Linked DNA regions of Anser cygnoides: region 1 is linked to region 2. Evidence: chromatin contacts called from public Hi-C data. All regions are on one chromosome and are shown on one strand. Each heading gives the region's core, a stretch centred on a gene start, on an enhancer-like site or on the middle of the called end of the contact. The rest is flanking DNA. Distances are from core to core; before and after follow the strand shown. Region 1 holds the start of B9D1 (B9 domain containing 1). Region 2 holds the start of TEKT4 (tektin 4).

Region 1 (3,481 bases), core at 700-3,199, 350 kb before region 2:
ACCCGACAGTCAGCTCACAGGTCATTCAGACTGCACTCAAACAATACCATGGAAAGAAAAAACTCAACACCCTGAGTCACTATGCGTATACACCTACTTTGGAAGGGATGTGTGCTTGGAAACAAAACAAAGATTGCAGCAAAGGCGTTCTGGATAGAAGAGAGTAAAACAGAATTGTTTTTCCAGGTGCTGTCTTTGCTTTCTGGATTGTTCTTAATGTGGGTATCCTTCGAGAAAAGTCCTTAGCTATAGCACGACTTAAAGATGGACTGTAGCACACCTCCTTGGGTCCAATGACAACTAAAATACCCAGTAAAATTAGTCTAAGTAGAGCTTCTGCAAGTCACATCACTGACATAATCAGCCTGTGCAATAAAGAGCAGCCCCTCAGTACAAGAATTCAGGTCTGCTGTTAAAATTTGTTCTTTTTCAAACATGAAGAAGAAGAAAAGACAAAGTGTTACTGCAAGCAGAGAGTTAACACATTTAGAGAGAGCTCTTCAAAAAACCCAGACACCTGAGAATGGGTCTTTACCTTCAAAACCACGTGGTTGTGATAGAAAGTGCACACAGATACGCACCACTGAGTAGCTGGATAGACATTTGCAAGTAAGAGCAAGAACTTTAAAAATAAGACGTCTTTAATCATTACCTTGTAAACTTTTGCAGCCTAGATGTGGACTCTGGAACAAACATAGCAATGGTTCTCTTATGCCTAAAACAAACATGAGAGGTGCAGACCTTCAGAAATGAAGCAAACAGCACTGTCAAGTCTTATATTTGTACAGGCAGCAGAATTTCAGACACATCAGACCACTGAACACTTCAAAGTAAAACAGTACTTTTCCTTTCACAAAGAAAGTGTTTGCTTGCATAGAAAGAGCATAATTTCAAGTGGCAGGAATGAAAGCTTAGCGTATGCTGAGTGAGATGGGGAGAGAGTGATGAGAGCTAACACTGAACTTCACACTTCGGTGGTCTTCATGCCAGTTCTAACTTTAAGGAGTAACTTATGGGATTGCCAACAATAATAATAACCAGGGACTACTGCTAGAAAATCCGTGCCCTTTGTACCAAACGGACAAGACACGATAAGCAAATGTAGGGACGGTTTTGTCCCTGCATTAACATTGCAACTTGGAAATTAATCTCAGTTTTAGCCCTGAAAGATGGCAGGGCTGTCACCTCACCTTCCAGGCGTGAAGGGCACGTGAACGGCTCCATAACCTCTCACCACGTCGTTTCCAAAAAAATCAGGTCCGTAGACGCTCACGACAATCTGCGGCCCTGCCGAAGAAGCGGGGGTGAGCGAGGTGCCTTGTCTTCGAGCCTTCCCCCCCCCCCCCCCCCCCCCACTCCCCGGGCACTCACAGCCGGACGGGTTGGTGCTCTTGAAGGTAATTTCGATGGGGAAGTTCCAGACGAGCGTGGTGGGCGCGACGGCGCTCTTGGAGGTGATCTGGGAGATGCCCTCCTCCAGGCCCTGAGGGGGGAGAAAGCGACATGAGCGGGGGCCTGCCCCCCCCCCCCCCACACACGCGCGGCTGGCCAGGCAGCGCTTCAGGGACACGCAAGGGACCCTTACAGCAGTGGGAACCCAGTCCTGGCCGTAGACGAAGCAGAACTTGCAGTAGAGCTCGTCAAACCCGGGGAACTGCAGGGAGACGGGCGGCGTGAGCGGGCCGGGCCCACGGAGACCGAAGGCCGGGGCAAGGCCGCGCCGCCGGGGCTGGTGCCGAGGCCGGGCCGAGGTCGGAGCCGAAGCCGGGCCGCCCCCCGCCGCGGTCCCCGCTCACCTCCCCGCTCTCGATCTGCCCGTTGACGGCCACCAGGAAGACGGCGGGGCCGCCGCCGCCGCCCGCCGCCATGGCGCCCGCCTCGCTGCTAGGCCCCGTTGCCATGGGGACGGACGGAGCGGCGCAGGGGACAAAATGCCGCAGCGGGCGGCGCTTCGCGGGGCTGCGGGGGAGCGCCCGGGGTTACCAAAAAGCGGGCGAATCGCCCCAAAACGCCGGCAGTGCCGCTCCCCTCGTTCAGCACAGCGGGTTCTCCTCACCCCCCCGGCCGCTGGCCTGAGGGGCTGGGGCCGAGGCCCACGGGAACCTGCCTTCCACCGCCCATCTCCCCCCTTAATCCTCAAGCCACGTTGCGTTTTGAATTTTATACATTTTTGTTTTATAACGTTTGCATAAATCGCTCCTGGTGAGCTCTTTTTAAGGCATTCCCAGCCCGCGTGAGGGAGCGGGGCCTGCTCCCTGCAGCAGACGCCGAGGAAATGGCCACTAGATGCTGCTGCCGGCCGGGCTGCGGCGGCTGCGCCCGCAGGGAGCCCCAGGCCTGGGGTGGCCGGGGGGGAACATTTGGGATCGACAGGGACGGGGGCACCCGGCAGTTCTGGTGTCCCCACGGGGCCACAGTCACAGCTACACGGGGCCTGTCACAGGCCGTGAGGCGTCGAGTTTTAAGGCTTTGTAATTAGCGTCGTGTAATGGCGTATTTGTTTCCCCGGCCTGGCGGGAGCGAGCTGTGTCCCGATAAGCGCTGATACCTGGATGTGACTGCACATCCCATGGGAAGGCGAGGAAATGGGATTGCGCTGGGTTGATTAGCCCGCTCTAATTAAAAGGGGAGTGAATTCTGTGCGTCTTTTCAGAGCTGATGCTGCTGACCCGGCCGTGCTGCCTCCGTACAAAGGCCGTGAGACGATGGTGCCGGGAAGCTTTGCCACCGCCACAGCCGCTCACCCCTCGCCACCATGCTCCATCGCAGACACTGCTGCCCTGCCTGCGAGCTGTCCTGGGGCATTCAGTCAGCACTGGGCTCCGGGGAACGATGTGAGGAACGTGCAAAGCTCTGGCCGCCACCTGCTTGGCCTTCCCTTGCTGCCACAGCAAGGAGTCGGAGGCAGCCTCAGTCCCTGGCCTCCTCCATCAGCTCCATTTTGCCTCCTTTTTGGCAGCCGCCTTGCGGAGGCTCGCGTTGCTGGCCTGGCTCTCTGCAGTGCCACACTGTGGACTGTTTGTTTCGGGTGTTTTTCCTGAGGGTAAAGGGCATCCCGAGATACTGCCCCTTGCCTTGTGAGGGGTGCTGTGCGTGTTTGGACTGGACTGAGAATAAACTATCGCTACTGTCTGTGTCTGAAAAATGCCTTTCATGTTCTGATATATTTTCTGCCAATATTTATTTCAATTAGATTTGTCGAGTTTTCTTTGAGTTTACTTTTTTTCTTTTTTAAACATTCAGCAAACAAAACTTGGCCAACAGGGGAATGGGAGACAGGCAGGAGGGATGGGAGGGAATGACTGAAATTTTATCCTTTCTCCCCTGCCCCTCGGAAATGCTTCAGAGTAAATCATATGTTTCAACCGAAAATTATCAGGGGAAAAATAAAACTGCTCTCAAACAACTGTCCTTTGCAGCTAGCAAGGCCATTTAATTAACACTTTTTTTTTCTTTATTTCTATTTTTTTTTTTTTTCATG
Region 2 (3,337 bases), core at 40-2,539:
ATGTGATGTACAGCCTGTTAAGACGAGATGCATCTGTGAACACTTGAAAGCAGGCTTGGACTGACTAATACAAAGCAAAACAAAACAAAAAACAGCCTGATGACAAAACTCTCCAAAATCTGTTCCTTGGAAGCAATGTCCAGTTGGGATAACAACAATAAAGCTGCTCATTGAAGTAATAGTTGCATTGGATCAGGAAGAATTTACATATTTTTCGTGCATTGTTTCCCTCTTGGAGAAGACTATTAATTTATTAGTCACATTTAGGACCAGGGACTCAGCCCGGTCTGCTGCTATGTTTGCAACCTCAGACACATCCCATCGTGGCCCTAACGGACCGTTCTGCAAAACTGCCTGGGTGATACTGACTGGGCTGTGGTAAGATGCCACTAATAAAGGCCCTTTTTTGACCCCCTACCCCAAGAGAAAATGCTATATTAATAGCAAATCTTTGCTGCCCTTATTTTCAAAAATGTATTTTCCATACCAAGAACTTTCACTCTGAATAGCTCAGCTGGGCTTTTCCTGTACACTTACTGTACTTTAAAAATGCAAACTTTGCATAGATCACCATGCTGAGAAGGCCACAAGCAGAGGAAAGATGCAAGCTGGGGGCAACTTAAGGAAGGGAACAGATGGGACAGTTAGAGGAAAGATGCTTGGAAAAAAAGAAAAAAAAAAAAAAAGAAAGAAAGAGAAATGAAGTCCAAAGGGAAAGCAAAGGGTGCAGTGACTTCAGCAGTGCAAAAAGCTCATCCAGTGGTGCTGGTTAATGAAAGGGAAGAGGCAGGATTTCTCACTTCTGCTGGGATTCAGTCTCCTTTTTCAACATTGCCCCTGTGGAATGGAAGTTTTGCTGGGGCCATGCTGCCAGCCGCGGCAGAATGCATCTTTCGAACGCAACCACTCTGTCAGCAGCAACCTGTTGATCTCTCCAAGGAGTGCAAGGCCCTGTAGGAAGACTGACCATTGACTTTTTGTGGGTTTACAGCGAACTGATTTAAAGCAAAATATTTTAAGCAGCAGTTTGGGTGGCACCTCCCAGCAGCCGGGGCGCACACCTGGGCACAGGCCGGGCACCGCTCCCTCAGCACCGGGCATGGTGCTGTGGTGCTGCACGGCACCGGGCGGGCGACAGAGCACATGGCTTCATCTTCCTTTCTATTTTCTACTTAAAAAGGACTGTGAAGAGAGATTGCCGCAGCGCAAGGACGAGAGTGCCCTCTGTTGTCCCCGTGCTCGCAGCACCCACCGCCGCGCTCCGAGCCCTGCCTCACCTTCCAGCCCAGCAATGGCGACCCCCAAAAAATAATCTAAAAGCCCAGCCCACGCTGTCGGTGTCCCCTCAGGTGCCAGGTAAGGGGGCGCGGCACCAGCCGGCTGCCACAGGCACACGCAGCGGCCTGGGGGCCGACGTTTGGGACGGGCCCTGTCAGGATCCTCCCCGTTCCCAGACAATGAAGGGCAAGTGCGATCGCGGGGGGGAAAGGGAAGTCGCGGAGCACAAGGAAGAGGCAAAACGCAGTGCAGAATTCTCTCTTTATTCCCACCCGCGCACTCGCACGGGGGGGTCACAACGGTTACAGTGCGAGGGCAACCCGCCCGGCCCCGCCATGACAGGCCCCGCCATGACACCGCCAGCCCGCCGCGCCCCCCGCTCCCTCCCCATTGGCTCTCTCCGTCGCCACGGCAACACCGACTCCACCTCGGGGCGTGCTGGCGTTCTGATTGGTGACTGCCGTTGCCGCCTTCCCTTCTCCTCGGGGAAGGTTCCGGTTGCTCATTGGCTGCTGCCGTTGCCTAGGCGACGGCGGGACGCGGCACGGCCTAGCGCAGCCATGGCGGGGTCCGAGGCGCCCGGCCGGGCCCTGCTGACCGCCGAGCCCCCGCCGCCGCCCGTGCCCGCCTCCGCGCTGCCCCCCAGGGTGTTCGAGGCGGCGCTGAAAACCGGGCCCGACTCCTCCAGCGGCCTGGCCACGGCCGGCTTCCGCACTGCCAAGTACCTGCCCCCCGAGTGGCACCAGAGCAACTACGCCCAGTACCACCGGGCCTTCGCCAGCTGCCAGGAGGCCGAGCGCAACCGGGACGAGGCCAAGGAGCTGTGCCAGCGCACCGCTGCCGCCGCTCAGCGCGCCCAGCAGGACTCCACGGCCGCCCTAGGCCAGCGCCTGCAGGACATTCACTTCTGGAAGGGCGAGCTCCAGAAGGAGATCGAGGACCTGGACGCGGAGACCGGCCTGCTGGCAGCCCAGAAGGTGCGGCTGGAAAGGGCGCTCGACGCCACCGAGGTGCCCTACGGCATTGCCACCGATAACCTGCAGTGTCGGGAGCGCAGGCAGCCCCCGGACCTGGTCTGTGATGAGGTGGAGAGGGAGCTGCTGAAGGTGAGCGGGGCGTTAGGATGGGCAGGGCTGTTGGCAGCCCTCTCACAGTGCTGCCCCTGCCTCTAAAATGCTGAGCAGTTTGGTCAGCAGGTGATAACTGCAGCGTGAAGGTACCTTCTGGCAGGACGCAGAGGTTTGTTTCCCCTTCCTGGGAGCCTGGACTCTGTCTGCCAATCCTAAATGTAGGAGGGATTATTTCAAATCCTTCCTGTGTTTAAAAAATGTTTAAAGTCACATGAGTCCAACCAGAGGAGACCAGATCCCCCCTCTCAGACCAGATCCATACAAAATCAAAACAGAGGTTTCCTGTACCAAGCTGAGCATCCTATTCTGTCATTAAACTTCTTCCAGGCTCTGCTTGGATTAAAGTCCTCTCATCTCTGCAGGTTACACTTTAAAAATGCAGTACCCCGCAAGCAGACTATGTAGGGCACACGAACCTATGGTTAACGACTATTCAGGACAAGTGAAATGCTGCTTGCCTGCTTCCATGCTCAAGAGAGCAGTCTCTGCCTTTTACCTTTACTACCAGTTCTGACACTGTAGTCTTGCCAAGGTTCTCAACAAGGTGATCTGACACGGCACGGTTGTGTCTCAGCACAAACCATCATTTTGATTGTACGGCAGGGCAGCAGCACGGCTCTCTCCCATCAGTGCAATGTAGCCATGTGATACCTGCGGGAGATGACAGCTCCAGACACACGGGGGGCCCAGACAGATGGTATTTCTGACAGTGTGACTTCAACAAACCTGATGCTCTCCTGAAATTTGCTCGATCATTTTCCTCCCAAAGAGGACTCTACTCTAGCTGACACTTTGTTATCTGTCACTGCGATCCGGCGCAGCATGCAGATTGCCTTCAAAGCTGATGTAATTATTGTGGTTGCATTATGATACAGAGAACAGAGCCTGGGTCATCTTTCATTCTTGAATGATACATATCCTACTGTCCC

Evidence for each region. Hi-C and Micro-C count contacts between places; a contact is called where the count stands out from the background.
Region 1: a contact with region 2 is called in a Hi-C map of granulosa cells, with 2.5 times the contacts expected there. The contact joins the promoter of B9D1 here to the promoter of TEKT4 in region 2. A contact is called at or near these places in 2 of 7 Hi-C or Micro-C datasets (granulosa cells and liver).

The regions. Positions count from the first base shown.
Region 1 is chr15:2,773,679-2,777,159 of Taihu_goose_T2T_genome, reverse strand. It overlaps B9D1 (B9 domain containing 1), which reads right to left and starts at 1,949. Exons shown (of 7, transcript XM_048066414.2): 1 at 1,797-1,949; 2 at 1,586-1,654; 3 at 1,372-1,483; 4 at 1,191-1,287; 5 at 653-715. The coding sequence starts at 1,901.
Region 2 is chr15:2,419,772-2,423,108 of Taihu_goose_T2T_genome, reverse strand. TEKT4 (tektin 4) reads left to right here and starts at 1,289. Exons shown (of 6, transcript XM_013175036.3): 1 at 1,289-2,384. The coding sequence starts at 1,458.